3 separate regions of the Zea mays genome follow, and all the other regions are linked to region 1. The links are chromatin contacts, called in public Hi-C maps. All regions are on one chromosome and are shown on one strand. The core of a region is the stretch at or near the end of the contact, and the rest is flanking DNA. Distances in the headings are between cores, read along the strand shown. Region 1 holds the start of LOC100193940 (high-affinity nickel-transport family protein). Region 2 holds the start of LOC100384536 (Protein RRP6-like 2). Region 3 holds the start of LOC100193503 (DEAD-box ATP-dependent RNA helicase 38).

Region 1 (4,292 bases), core at 994-3,493:
CCCCCGCCACCGCGGCCATGCTCACCTGACTACCCCACGGGCTCCCACGCCAAAAAAAAAAAAAATCCCCCAAAACTAGCCCAACCGCCCATTCTAGGCTGCCCGCTGGGCTTCAGGACGCGACTCCAGTCCAGTCGGTCATTCGACTCTATATATGGTCCATTTGAAATTTGCTTAAGATTTCTATTTATAAGTATAGAGTATAAAACTAGTAGATGGATATACACCTGCTAGATTGATGTTACTATGATTTTGAAATCAACGACGTTCAAATTCTTATTTATACATAATTTTACCTTTTTACCGTTTAAATGTTTGAAAGCACAATGATTGCAGAAACATGCTTTATATAGTAGAGATAGACCCTTGGGTTTTTGCTCATATTATGTATATAAATACTTAATATAAACCTCCACTTGACTGAAGATGAGTTTTTTTAAGGAGGACAATCTATCGATCACTGAACGTCGTGGTTGCCGATTTAAAACACATTTTTCATGAGTATCACTAACTTCTTCTCTAACTAGTCCAATACATGTACATGTATTGTAACGACACATACTCATATTTAATACATATAAAAATAAATTTTATATCAAAGCGAATATATGGTCCACATATTAGATATTAAACCGATAAAAACAAATACTACAATTTACCTTAGCCAAAAGGGCAGCAAAAGTATGAGTAAAAAAAATCCGACCTCACGATCCATCCGTGGTGTAACAGTTCATTGGTAGGCGCGATGAAGAGAAGTATTCGACCATTGATTTTTTCTTTCTCTTTCTCTTCTTAAAATCTATGAGAAAGAAGGCACACATACAATATAACTTATAACTTATTAGTTCCCACATCGTTAACCTATAGAAAGAGGGCTAAATTTAGTCTAACAAATAAGTCAAGTCGCTTGCGTCGGTTTATATAGGTTCAATGACTTGGCTTTGACTAGCTAGGCGTCCCAGACGATCTTCCGTATCATCTCAGCTATAGTATTCGTCATCTTAATTAAATACCTAGCCCAGCTCTTCTAGCACGATCCTTATCCTGTGCTGATTGAGCTCTCACTCAGTGGCAAAATTACATATTCACGTGTGTTTCGTCCCCATCTCTCTCTAAGCTACACATACGAGAGAAAAAAATTCTCTCTCTCTATCTATCTCTATTTTTTAAAACTAAATATTGGGATACGTAACCAGTTTTGTGCAGCTAATTTCTTTGTGCACAAAACTTTATTGGTCCTGATTTGGTTGGTGGCTGAAAAGTGAGCAAGCTATGGTTTCAGCTACCGTTCGGTTTGCTACTAAATTTTTCTTGTGGCTTTACCTCTTATGTTTAGCTTGCCACGTTTATTTTTTTTGCAAGTATCTGTATTCATCTTAAAATGCTTGCTAATTTTTGGCATGACAAACTTTAATAGCAGAAGCAAACTTAAGTTGTTGCGTTACACTTCCGGAACCCAATACACAGCGCATCTGAGCCACCAGCGCGCTTGCATGCGCCAAAGCGGTGGACATGCGTCGCCAAAGCGGTTGAAATTTGCTTAAGATTTCTATTTATAAGTATAGAGTATAAAACACGTAGATGGATATACACCTGCTAGATTGGTGTTAATATGATTTTGAAATCAACGACGTTCAAATTCCTATTTATACATAATTTTACCTTTTTACCGTTTAAATGTTTGAAAGCACAATGATTGCAGAAACATGCTTTATATATTAGAGATAGACCCCTTGGGTTTTTGCTCATATATGTATAAATACTTAATATAAACCTCCACTTGACTGAAGATGAGTTTTTTTAAGGAGGACAATCTATATCTATCGATCACTGAAGATGAGTTTTTTTAAGGAGAAACAATTCGGTTAGAAATCAAGGACACAACCGACCGAGGCCTTTAAGTTGTTGCGTTACACTTCCGGAACCCAATACACAGCGCATCCGTACGAAAGGCAGGCCGCCAGACCGCCAGACCGCCAGAAGTCGTTCCGGCGGAACGGAATCACATCGACGTCCGCCCCTCGTGCTCGTGGTAGAACAGTTCGCCACGATAAATAAGGTCGGTGAAACAGCAACGTGCGCGCCGCACCGCCACCACCACCAGTGCAGGCTGCAGCAGCCAGAGCCAGCCCCCACCCCCAACCAACCACCGCACTCAAAGCGGGCGCAGGCGCAGTCGCCGTGCCGCGTGAAGCCAAAGCCCATCTATCCAACCAACCGCGTCGGGGCTCCGTAGTCCGTTGTTGAGTTTCCGCTCCTCGCCCTCGGTCGCCGAGTCCAACAGGGAGGGGGAGGAGGAGCGGCTGCGCTCGCAATCCATTCCATACCATTCTCCCTAGTCTCCCGGACTCTCCCTCCCTCCCTAATCTTCTCGTCCGTCGTCTCCCATGGAACGGCTCATCTCCACGCCCGCCGCCTCCCCGACCCAAACCCGGATCCGGGGACCCCTTTCCCTCCCCTCTCGGCTCCCCGCGGCCGCGGCATGGCCGCGGCTGCGCTGCCGGCCCGGCGCGATCGCGCTGGCGTCGCCGCTGCGCCACGAGGCTCTCTCCGCCGCACCGGAGGAGGCGCGGAGCCAGCCGCCGCCACCGGCTGCCGTCGGCAGCCCGTGGGAGCTTCTCGGGAGTCTGCTCCCAAAGGTGATAGGATTTTTTTACTTCCCCCCCACCCCCCCTTTTTTTTGTCTCCACGTCTACGAGTGCAAATATTTAGGTTCTTATCTAATAAGATAGGGTACTGCCATGTTCCGAGATACGTAAGTGCTGGCGCATGGCTGGATGTTGGCGTAGTTCAGTTGACTGTGTTGTGTAGGCAATTCATGTCTGCCATGCTACTTTTCGGGATCAGGGACAAGGAGCATGCCGAGTGCCGCGCATGCCTGGCTGCCAGCATTAGCTTGCTAGCGTCTGAATAGGCTATACGGAAGTGTTCAAGTAGTTTGCTTGGCACAAGACTGAACTTCACCATTTCTAAAGTGAAAATGATGTAATTCGGCTGCTGTAACTGTAACCCCTGATATAAAGGGACAACTGAATGTTATTAGACGAGACTAGGGAATAGCATGCCATACTGTTAGAACTCGGTAGCAGTTGGAATCAGAATTGGGGATAGGTAGCAAGGACAAGGCTGGATTCTAGACGATTCTGTTGCAAACAAGTGGACTGAATACAAGTTTCTGAATACCCCTTCCACAAGAAGAGGGTTTTTACTTGCCAACGATCACGGCGCAACAAATCCAACACTTGATGGAGATGGACCAGATGTTCCTCCAAGGAGCGGCTGTAGATAAGGACATCATTAAAGTAAACTAAGACACATGTCCGCAGCAGCGGCGCCAACGTAGTGTTCATCGCCTTTTGAAACGTAGTCAGGCAACCGTCAAACCAAAAGCCATGGCCCAAAATTCATAGTGGGTCTGAAACGTGGTCTTAAACTCCCCACCTAGCAACAGCTGAATCTGATGGTAACCAGTTATTAATTCCAAACAGAAAAAATAGGAAGCATGGGTTAACTCATCGAGCAGCTCTTCAATGGATATTTAGCCTTGGTTGTCATAGCATTGAGGTGGTGGAAGTCCACACAGAACTGAAATGAACCATCCTCCTTCGCGCTAAGCACCGAGGAAGAAAACAGGTTGTAACTTGGCTGAATGATCCCCGAGAGAAGCATCTCAGTAACTTGATGCTCAATCTCATCCTTGACAGCTGGTGGGTACTGGTAAGGCTTGATGTTCACCAGATAGGCCCTGGAAGGAGCAGAATGGCATGGTCGCAATGGGGAGCAGGAGGGTACCCTGAAGGCGGCTCAAACACAGTCTGAAACTCGGCCAAAACAGCTGAAACGGCCTGATGCAGTGGCGCCGGTTCACCAACAGTACGTTCTGACAGTACCACAGCCACCTGAACAACTGAACCAACTGGCAATTCAGGTAACTCGCGCTGCAACAGAGATGTGTTTGCCCATAAGCAATCCGCAGCCACTTGTGGTTCCAATCCACTTGCATAGGACTATGCAAAGATAGCCAATCCATGCCCACAATAATGCCGTTCAAAGGCAATGGCAGCACCTTGAAATCAAAGACAAAGCAATAATCCTGAACTTCCCAAGGTAACTGAAGAAATTCAACAGAACAAGCCACTGAACTGCCGTTGGTGACCTTCACCAGAATTGGTGGACTGAAAGTTGTGCCACCCGGTAGCTTAGCAGTCAAATCCTTACTGAGGAATGAGTGAGAGCTCCCTGAATCAATCAGAATCTTCACTGTATTACCCTGAACGAGCGCAATCAACATA
Region 2 (4,050 bases), core at 327-2,826, 140 kb before region 1:
AACATATAGCAGTATTACACATGTAACTAAAACATTTTTCGAGAACTGTGGTGATATGTGTGCATGAAATATGCCTCGCAAGGGCAAAAACCTGCAGGGAAGGCATGCTGACAGTTCTTTCAGATAAAAAATGTATGCAGCACAGGGAAAAAATACTTGACAGATGAACTTCAGTATTCAGTATCAACATAAGAGGCATCTAAGTATCATAGATTCATTTGATAAAACAAAAACATTAGTTACAAATGCTTACAGCAAATTCAGTTACGCTCTTCAACTTCTTAGCTAATTCTGTTAAGCCTTTGTGATCTTGAACCAGCGTAAATGGTGTATCCTCTAAATCAGCTGGCTTCACTGGTTCTCTGTCAGGAACATTTCTGTCAACGAACTGTTCAACAGGCAGGTTTTCCTGCAACAAAAAACAAGTGAAAACTCATAAATGGATACGGATGCAAGGAAATCATGACACTGACAAAAATATACAGAAGATAAACACTAGACTTAGAGCAGGCCTATGTTTTTTAAAAGAAAAACACCACACTGATTTTATTTTCACCTGTTAGTATGGTACATATCGTTGTGCATGAAAAGACTACCTTCATCTTTGAAAATACCAACATGCATACTAATTCTCCCATATCAACATGCCTATGATTCACTGTTGTTTGTCAAAAGCAGGTAATATCCTTGCAAAAATGTGTTACACATTTCCTCTTCCATTTATACACTCGATCACATGCTATCCTAAAACCATCTTCCGATGTTCTGTTGAAATTTTACCCCCCGTAAATACAGCAATCAGATTATTTGTACTCATTCCGTGTCTCATAAACTTTGGGCACCATCTGCCCAACACATCCAGTTTAAACACACCAAACGATGGGGAACGGCAACAGTAGTATTTGATTCAACAAGTGTTACTATTTTACCCAAGCCATTTCCATGTCTTACACATCGATCAATGAGTTTATAGCTCCTCCATTCCGTTAGAACTCGCCAAAACATAGAGAAGTGGCAACAGGATAGTGTATCACTGACCAGCGGGTGAACACGTCGGGTGCCGTCTTCGCTGCGCTCCAGCCAGACATGCTCGAATGGCTTGTAGTTATCCACTCTGATTTTGTATACGTCCTGCGGCCGGGGAATGCTTGGATCGTGGAAAGGCACCTTGGCCTTGGCCCCCGGCGCCGGCGCGGCTCCCTTCTCCCTGGTCAACGCCCGCACTGGCCCGGCGCCAGCGCCAGAGCCAGAGCCAGCAGTCCCGCAGTCCTGGCCGCTGGCCGCCCTCTTCTTCTTCTTGCCATGGATCACGAGCTGGAACCCATCCCCGGCCTCCTCGGCGCCGCCAGCCTCGCGGCCCGACGCCGCATCCTCCCTGCCCCTCACTTTCTCGGGCTCGTCCATGGCGGAACAGCCGCGGCAAGCGAGCGGGGTGTCGTCGAGGTCCGCGAGCGGGCCGCGCGCATCCGTGGCGACCGTGGGCGAGCGCGCGGCGGCCCCGCGGTGCTTGGGGTGGGTGGGTGGGGAGCTAGGGTTTTGGCGTTTGGGCGCGGGCGCCCCGCGGCCTCGCCGCGGGGTGTGGAATTGAGGTGGGGGGCGGACCGGGGGCGGGGAGGAGCGTGGGAAGGAACGGCTGGCGGTTTCAACTGCGGGCCCGGCCCGGGCCCTCCTGCAGCTGTCGCTTATATTGACGGCGGTGGAGGTTTGATGTGATGGTGTCCGGCTGTCCGCGGCTCCGCTGCTCAGGCGGTACTCGTGATGAAAGTTGAGTGGCCGTGTTCATCAGCTGCTCGTGCGTCGGCGGGCCAAAGCCTCTAGATCGGCGCCTGGGTGGCGCGTCAACCTAAAGAAATTGTCCTCGGTCTCAAAGTTGATCCGTACTCGTTAAGCTTTCTCAATTTTAACTAGGTGAGTGCCTGTGCGTTGCAACGGGAATATGTAATACAACAATACCCTATATACAAATGTGTATTATAATGTTATAAGAAAAAGTTTCGTAATCCATTTGTGATTCTAGCCATACATAATTTTTTATATTTTAATCTACCTATTTCATCACTATATTGGAACCATCAATACCATGCAAACTTCTATATATGATAGTACAATGCATCACTTTTGTACAAAAAAGACTATCAACAGTTGGCCAAAAGTAAAACAACCTCAACACGGAAAATCTTTAAACATTGTCTGTGCTCAACATTAAACCTGGTATCTGCACAAATACCATCTGCGTGTAACAATTGAACACTGAGGCGTCAAATCTCGCTAGGCTTCGAAACAAGGTGTAGTGACCATCTTCAATGATTGGGTCAACTGCACGTGCTGGGTCATACCTTGTTAGGTGTGTTAAGGATGAACTGGTAACAGGACGAAGCTCCCAATACATATCCAACATATATTTCACGAGCCTACTGTTCTGAAAATGCTCTTTGTGCGAGGTGACCTTATTGCTATGGTTGAAATTGTCTTGCATGCAGCCTTTAATACCCCACCATGCACCATCCTTTCAACATAGATCATCTATCTCCACAGCCTTCTCCTAGAACTTCTGTTTGAATCTTTATCTTGCCTCATCACTATCCCGAAAGCAGCTATGCCCACCACCTGAAAGCCTCATCACTGTCCCATCCTCTCTGTGATGCGATCATTTTGTTTAAACAATTTCTTTTTGGAAAACAGATTTGACATACAAACTGAAGCAGTCCATATGTGTGGTGTGGCCCTGCACACTGAACATTGTTGATTAGTTGCCTCCTGCTCATATCAAATTACAAGCAACCACGACAGATCAAACCAATTAAAGCAAAATGTTCCTCATCCTATTGAGCTGGTGATGAAAAATCTGCAGGAAAGCAATTAGTTAAGACATGTTCTACATAAAGAACTGACTGCACATATGTTTTATCAACAAAGAAGATGTTATACAGTAACTGAGTATTCATAATATCAATAGATAAGAAAGGATAATAAAGAGTAGAGATAGAAAAGGATTATAGGTAATCATTGAAATAGAAAAGGGACGATGATGAATAAGGGGGAAATGTGTTATAAGTAGATCAATCTCTAATTCTTAGAAAGTGGTATTGACAGAAGTTACCTACTGAAGTGCATATTACAAGCATGAATTGGCAAGATATATTGTTAAGAGAAGATACATGATCCTATTCTCCTTCAAATGGATATTATACTTGTATAATAAATACGATCCGGATACAAGTGTTCGCCATGGATTAAAAAACAAGAAATATGTGTGCTTATGTAGTGACAGTATATCATATATCAAAGAGGTAAGGACACTCAAAGGGAGTATCACAAACCATAGTTTTAGTTATTCTAAAATTCTTGCAAGTTATTTTAAACACACTTCTTCAACACCTACAATGCAAAGCAAGCATATCAAACATAAACAAATATTCAAATCTCCAAGCAGCTATCAGATCCAGGAAGTCAACTGGACTAAATAAGATAAGTATAGAATTTACCTTAAGGACTAAAACCTTCGATTCAAAATCTGAAATAGGTGAAGAACAGAAGGCAAGAGCAAGTTCTAATACTCTTCCTCTCTTGTATATTTTAGCATCATCAGCTAGATTTGATCCAGCAGATAATAATCGAAGCATCCACAAACGTTCGGCTTTAAAATGCACAAAACTGCTCTGCAATAAGGTTGGAAATAATGGAATGCTCTGCAATGAGAAGGATAACAATAATATTACCACAATTCAATACCTGTGAATACACACTATGGAATGCTACATATATGCAAATAAGAAGGAAAGAATCGTTACCTGCAGGCTGACAGGAGTGGAATGCATTAAAAAATTTCTCATGACAGTAAATTGAGCATGTGAGCCATCTGGTAGCGTCAAAGATGCTTCTGCAGCAAAAACAGCAATAATGGAAGGTATCTTCTGCCACTGTTCGGATATCCCATTCTGAAGGTATGTTAGAAGCAGCTGAAGCTGCCAGGTTTCCTTACTTCTCTGAGCATACTGTAAATATGTAAAAGTACACTTTAAGTGGTTGGATTTTTCAAGAAAATAATAG
Region 3 (4,507 bases), core at 743-3,242, 190 kb before region 1:
CAGTTGTTTGGCAGAAATCCTTTTTTATTCTAGCATAAAATATGGAAAGTCCAAAATCATTCTAGCAATAAGGATATAGAAATCCTTTTTTTCTTCTTTTTAGTGTACATAGGAAATAGAATGTACTGCATGCTACTAGACAAAAAGTTGTTTTGTAGCAATGTAGTATACCATATGCATTGCTTGGGGTTGTAAAAGGTTAAAAAACAAATCATTACTTTGTGTTGCTAATTACTCCCTCTGTTCCAAATTATAAGACATTTTGACATTTCTAGATACATGGTTTTCACTAAATATCTAGACATAATGTATATATAGGTGCGTACTAAAAGCTATGAATCTAGAAAACCCAAAATGTCCTATAATTCGGAACAGGAGTAGAATTCATCTAATGGTTTGCGTCTAGACATGATGAAAATAGCACATCCATATTGTGAGGACACATCAACAATATCTGTTTGAAGTTTGGGAAAGGCATAACATCACAGAAAGTACCAATCATTGTATACAAGTGCATAACTTTCCTCTACTCTTGTTAAGAATCACTTAATCAGTTGGTTGTGATGTGATAGCCAAGCACAGTCAGAGAAGCTTACTATGCTTCTTGATACATTGCTCCTTACAGCATTATAGTAACCTCCCAAATACCCTATGCATAATTATGATAACAAAACAAGAATGGAACTCAAACATGAATAACTTTCCTCTACTCTTTTTAATAATCACTTAATCAGTCGGTTGTGATGTGATAGCCAAGCACAGTCAGAGCAACTTAGTATGCTTCTTGATACATTGCTCCTTGCAGCATTATAGTAACTCAAATACCCTAGGAATTATTATGATAACAAAACAAGAATGAAACTCAAACATACCTCAGCAAGCATATGATCTGCCTCATCAAACACAAGTATCTTGATGTCCCTTGTGGCCAGCTTCTTATGGGTAATCCATTTGATGAGCGTACCAGATGTGCCGATAACGATCTGGTCAGTGATCGGAGCCATTTTCGAGATCGGCATGTAGTCTTTTTGAGCTGGCGGGATTGCACAGGCGCATGTAATGCCAGTAAACTTGCCCATCCTCATGAGAACTGCCTTATTCTGCAGAGTTGGATGAAGCAAACTCAGCACTATTAACAACAGAGGTTACCCATATGATGCGAGAGCATAGTATAAGAACGGTGATTCGACCTGCTGCGCAAGCTCCCTGGTGGGGCAAATGCAGATAGCCTGGGGTATCTTGCGTTGCGGGTCGACGCGGCTGAGCATGCCGAGGACGAAACAGGTGGTCTTGCCAGAGCCGTTGTGCGCCTGCGCGACGAGGTCCTTGTAGGGCGGCGTGAGGATCATGGGCAGGGTGATCGCCTGGATCTTGCTCGGGCGGCTGAACCCCATCTCGTCGTGCAGCCCCTTAAGCAGCTCGGGCGACAGCTTCAGATCCTCGAACGTGGTGGCCGACTCGTACACCGTGCCACCCGAAATCACCTGGAGCGCAGCCAAATCGAAATTACATCAGTCAATCAGCAGCCCGAGGCCAGCGAGACTGGCTAGGGCTAGTGTCAGCGTCGGCGCTGGTGCCACCGCCGGCGGAAGTGGGGGGGAGGGGAACGGGATCGTACGGCTTGGATTTGCGAGTCGTCGGAGTCATCGAGGAGGGGCGGGCCCTCTTCGCCTGCGGCGTCGTCCACCGACGGGGCGAGGGAGAGCGCCTCGATCTGCTTGGCCTGCTCCTCCACCGCCGGCTCGGTGATGGAGGAGGAAGAGGACGCCGCGGCGGCCGCCGCCGCCGCTTCGGCTGCCGCGGTCGCCTTAGCCTTGGCCTCCTCCTCCTCTTCGACGTCGGCCCATGACTTCTTCTCCGGGGACGCCGCCTTGTCGGCCATCGCGCCGCGCGCTGGCAGATCGAGACTCGACAGCAATCAGGAGTGGTGACTGGTGAGTGGAGGAGAAACGGAGAGGAAGCAGAGAGGGCTAGTGGGTTCGTGTTTTTTTTTCTCCACTCTTGATTTGTCAAGGGTTTATATGCGTGCTAGAGCAGTTTAGCTTAGCTTTCAAGCGGACTGCCTCCGTGTCACCGTGTGTTCTCTGCTTGCGATTTACGCAGCGGGCAGCGGTTAATCCGCGCTCTCGTTGGGCCACGCCCACTTTGGCGGCGGCCGTTTGAGGATGGAGTGTGGACCGGGCCTCAGAATGGGAAGAGAGTTAGCGGCCGGTGACGTGGGTCGGGCCGTAGGAGCATGATGAGAACTAGTAGAACAATTGCATCCTATCCTTCGCGTTTAGCTCTTTTCATAAAATAATTATGTTTGGACTTCTGAAAAACTAATCTATCTTTAAATCCTGTAAATCAGCCTAAGAATTATAGCATCGAGATTACACGTTTCGATCCTATCCTGTCCATCGCGTTTTTTTATTTTAGCTCCTTTTCAATAAAAAAATTATGTTTGGACTTATGAAAAACTAATCTATCTCTAAACTCTGAAAAACTAATTTATCAACACAATTCCAGATTTTATTCAAGTCAAGGAATATTTTGACGTTCTGTTCCTAGATGAAACGAAATACTTAGAATATAATATTCTAATTAATTCCTATTATACAAGAAAAGGTCCAGATAGACTGAACAAAAAGGGCTTCATTTCTATTTTCCAATTTGGAAAATCACATATTTGTTTCCTTTGTATGAACAGAAAAATACAATGACTTAAAGAAGTTTCTATCACAAACTTTGTACCACGCATATTACTTAGAACAACGGGGAAAGTAGGATAAGCAAGAATAAAAAAATATTCTTCAGAATAGCGGTATATAAAATTAATAAGAAATGCAAAATGAAGAAAAGGTCACCTAATCTCACCTATTTCTATACCATAAAGAACCAGAGATTTAAACACTTTTTTGAATCAGCCTATGATCTATAACATGGAGATTACACATTCAGCCTTCAGGGCAATGCCACTGTTAGCATGGAGACGGTGGTTGTGACATGGCGGGACCTTATGCCAAGATCTACAACACTAAGGTTGGTATCAAAGATTTGTGGTACTAATCTCGGTACAATAGATCGTAGCATCAACCTCGATGCCACATATCCTCTGCTTCGACCTTAACCGTGCGCTGCTCTCCTCCACCAACCATGATGTCATGGTGAAAGATCTATGTGTGATTTTGTTAATTATGACAATTAGTAGATTAAAAACATCTTCAGCAGGCCGTGTAAAAGACCGTGCAAAATACTATTTTACACTGTAAATTGCATTATTTACAAAATAAACTTTAAAATAGAAAGTAAGATAGAAAGTATAACAGGAAGTCTAGTTTAATGTTTCAATGTCGTATTTTGTCTAGGTTTACTGTGCTGCTGTCGTCCTACTTTACAACTAGCTGTACGACAGTACCAAAAGGGCAACGCTTTCTCGAATGACCATATAGGGTACCAACAGACAAGAACATGCTGCTATCCTGATTTGTCCTAATTATTAAGTCAAGCATAATCCTGTCATTTTTTGCATTACCAGCTGTTACGCTTTTGCTTTGCCCTATGTGGTTGTGACATGTAAATGTAATGTCCACCAAGCGTGCAATTTGAAACTTGATCACACTGCATATATGTTCGTGTGTTTTTGGTATCGGCTTAGAGAACCTGTTGGGACTCTAAGAGTGTGTTTGGTTTAAGGAATGAAGTGACTCATCTTCTTCTCACTCTTCACGTTTTTATTTGGTTTGAAGAATAGAATGATTTGATCCATCACCACCCCATTCCTTTAGTATATATATGAGGAGTTGGTTGATTCCACCAAAATTGATAAAATAAACTTATGATACATCATCTCATGAAGTATTGGACGACTCCACAAACCAAACACACTATAAATAAATCTTTTAAAATTACTTACTTTGTCCTAAAATATAGTTCTTCCAAGATCTTTTTTCCTGTCCACGTTCAAATAAATGATAACGTATATATAATTTAAAACAAATTATATTTCGGGACAGACTAACATACAGTGTTGTGTGGGTTTCCTCATTTTTAATCAGGAATCCAAAATGCTACAAACATGAAAGTCGAACTGCAGAGGCAGAATGCATTATAATGCCAAGGAGAATATCGGCAGTCTCAGCAATTCGCGGTGTAAAGTGCAAACACACTTCAGCTTCTGAGTTGCAGCTGCAAAGTGCAAACACACTTCATCTTCTGAAGACCAGAGAGCTGTCTCCCACTCGGCAGAATAGATTAGCAATTCCAGACGAAGACTCCATTCCGACGACGAGTCACGGTCTAGGGCTGACAATGGGCTATAATTTTTGCACTATAAGATTTAAGGATCGAAGCGGGTTAGGATCGAGCTTTATTTCTAGTCATTTTTGAACTATAATTTATTTAGCGCCTTGACATTTTGTGAAGAACTATTTAGATCACAATCCGTTACCAGGGGTGGTCACGGATGACATAATAACGGCATCCTAGTGGCTGTCTCCATGAACCATGATATAGTAATACATAATCT

The links. Hi-C and Micro-C count contacts between places; a contact is called where the count stands out from the background.
Region 2: a contact with region 1 is called in a Hi-C map of leaf, with 5 times the contacts expected there. The contact joins the promoter of LOC100384536 here to the promoter of LOC100193940 in region 1. A contact is called at or near these places in 3 of 25 Hi-C or Micro-C datasets (ear, leaf and tassel).
Region 3: a Hi-C map of leaf shows a contact between it and region 1, with 5 times the contacts expected there. The contact joins the promoter of LOC100193503 here to the promoter of LOC100193940 in region 1. A contact is called at or near these places in 2 of 25 Hi-C or Micro-C datasets (leaf and tassel).

Annotation. Positions count from the first base shown.
Region 1 is chr1:12,040,180-12,044,471 of Zm-B73-REFERENCE-NAM-5.0, reverse strand. LOC100193940 (high-affinity nickel-transport family protein) reads left to right here and starts at 2,243. Exons shown (of 2, transcript NM_001399097.1): 1 at 2,243-2,639. The coding sequence starts at 2,388. It also overlaps the pseudogene LOC111590666.
Region 2 is chr1:12,181,921-12,185,970 of Zm-B73-REFERENCE-NAM-5.0, reverse strand. It overlaps LOC100384536 (Protein RRP6-like 2), which reads right to left and starts at 1,576. Exons shown (of 14, transcript NM_001177054.1): 1 at 1,039-1,576; 2 at 254-409. The coding sequence starts at 1,404.
Region 3 is chr1:12,228,859-12,233,365 of Zm-B73-REFERENCE-NAM-5.0, reverse strand. It overlaps LOC100193503 (DEAD-box ATP-dependent RNA helicase 38), which reads right to left and starts at 1,992. Exons shown (of 8, transcript NM_001138616.1): 1 at 1,619-1,992; 2 at 1,191-1,484; 3 at 873-1,100. The coding sequence starts at 1,882.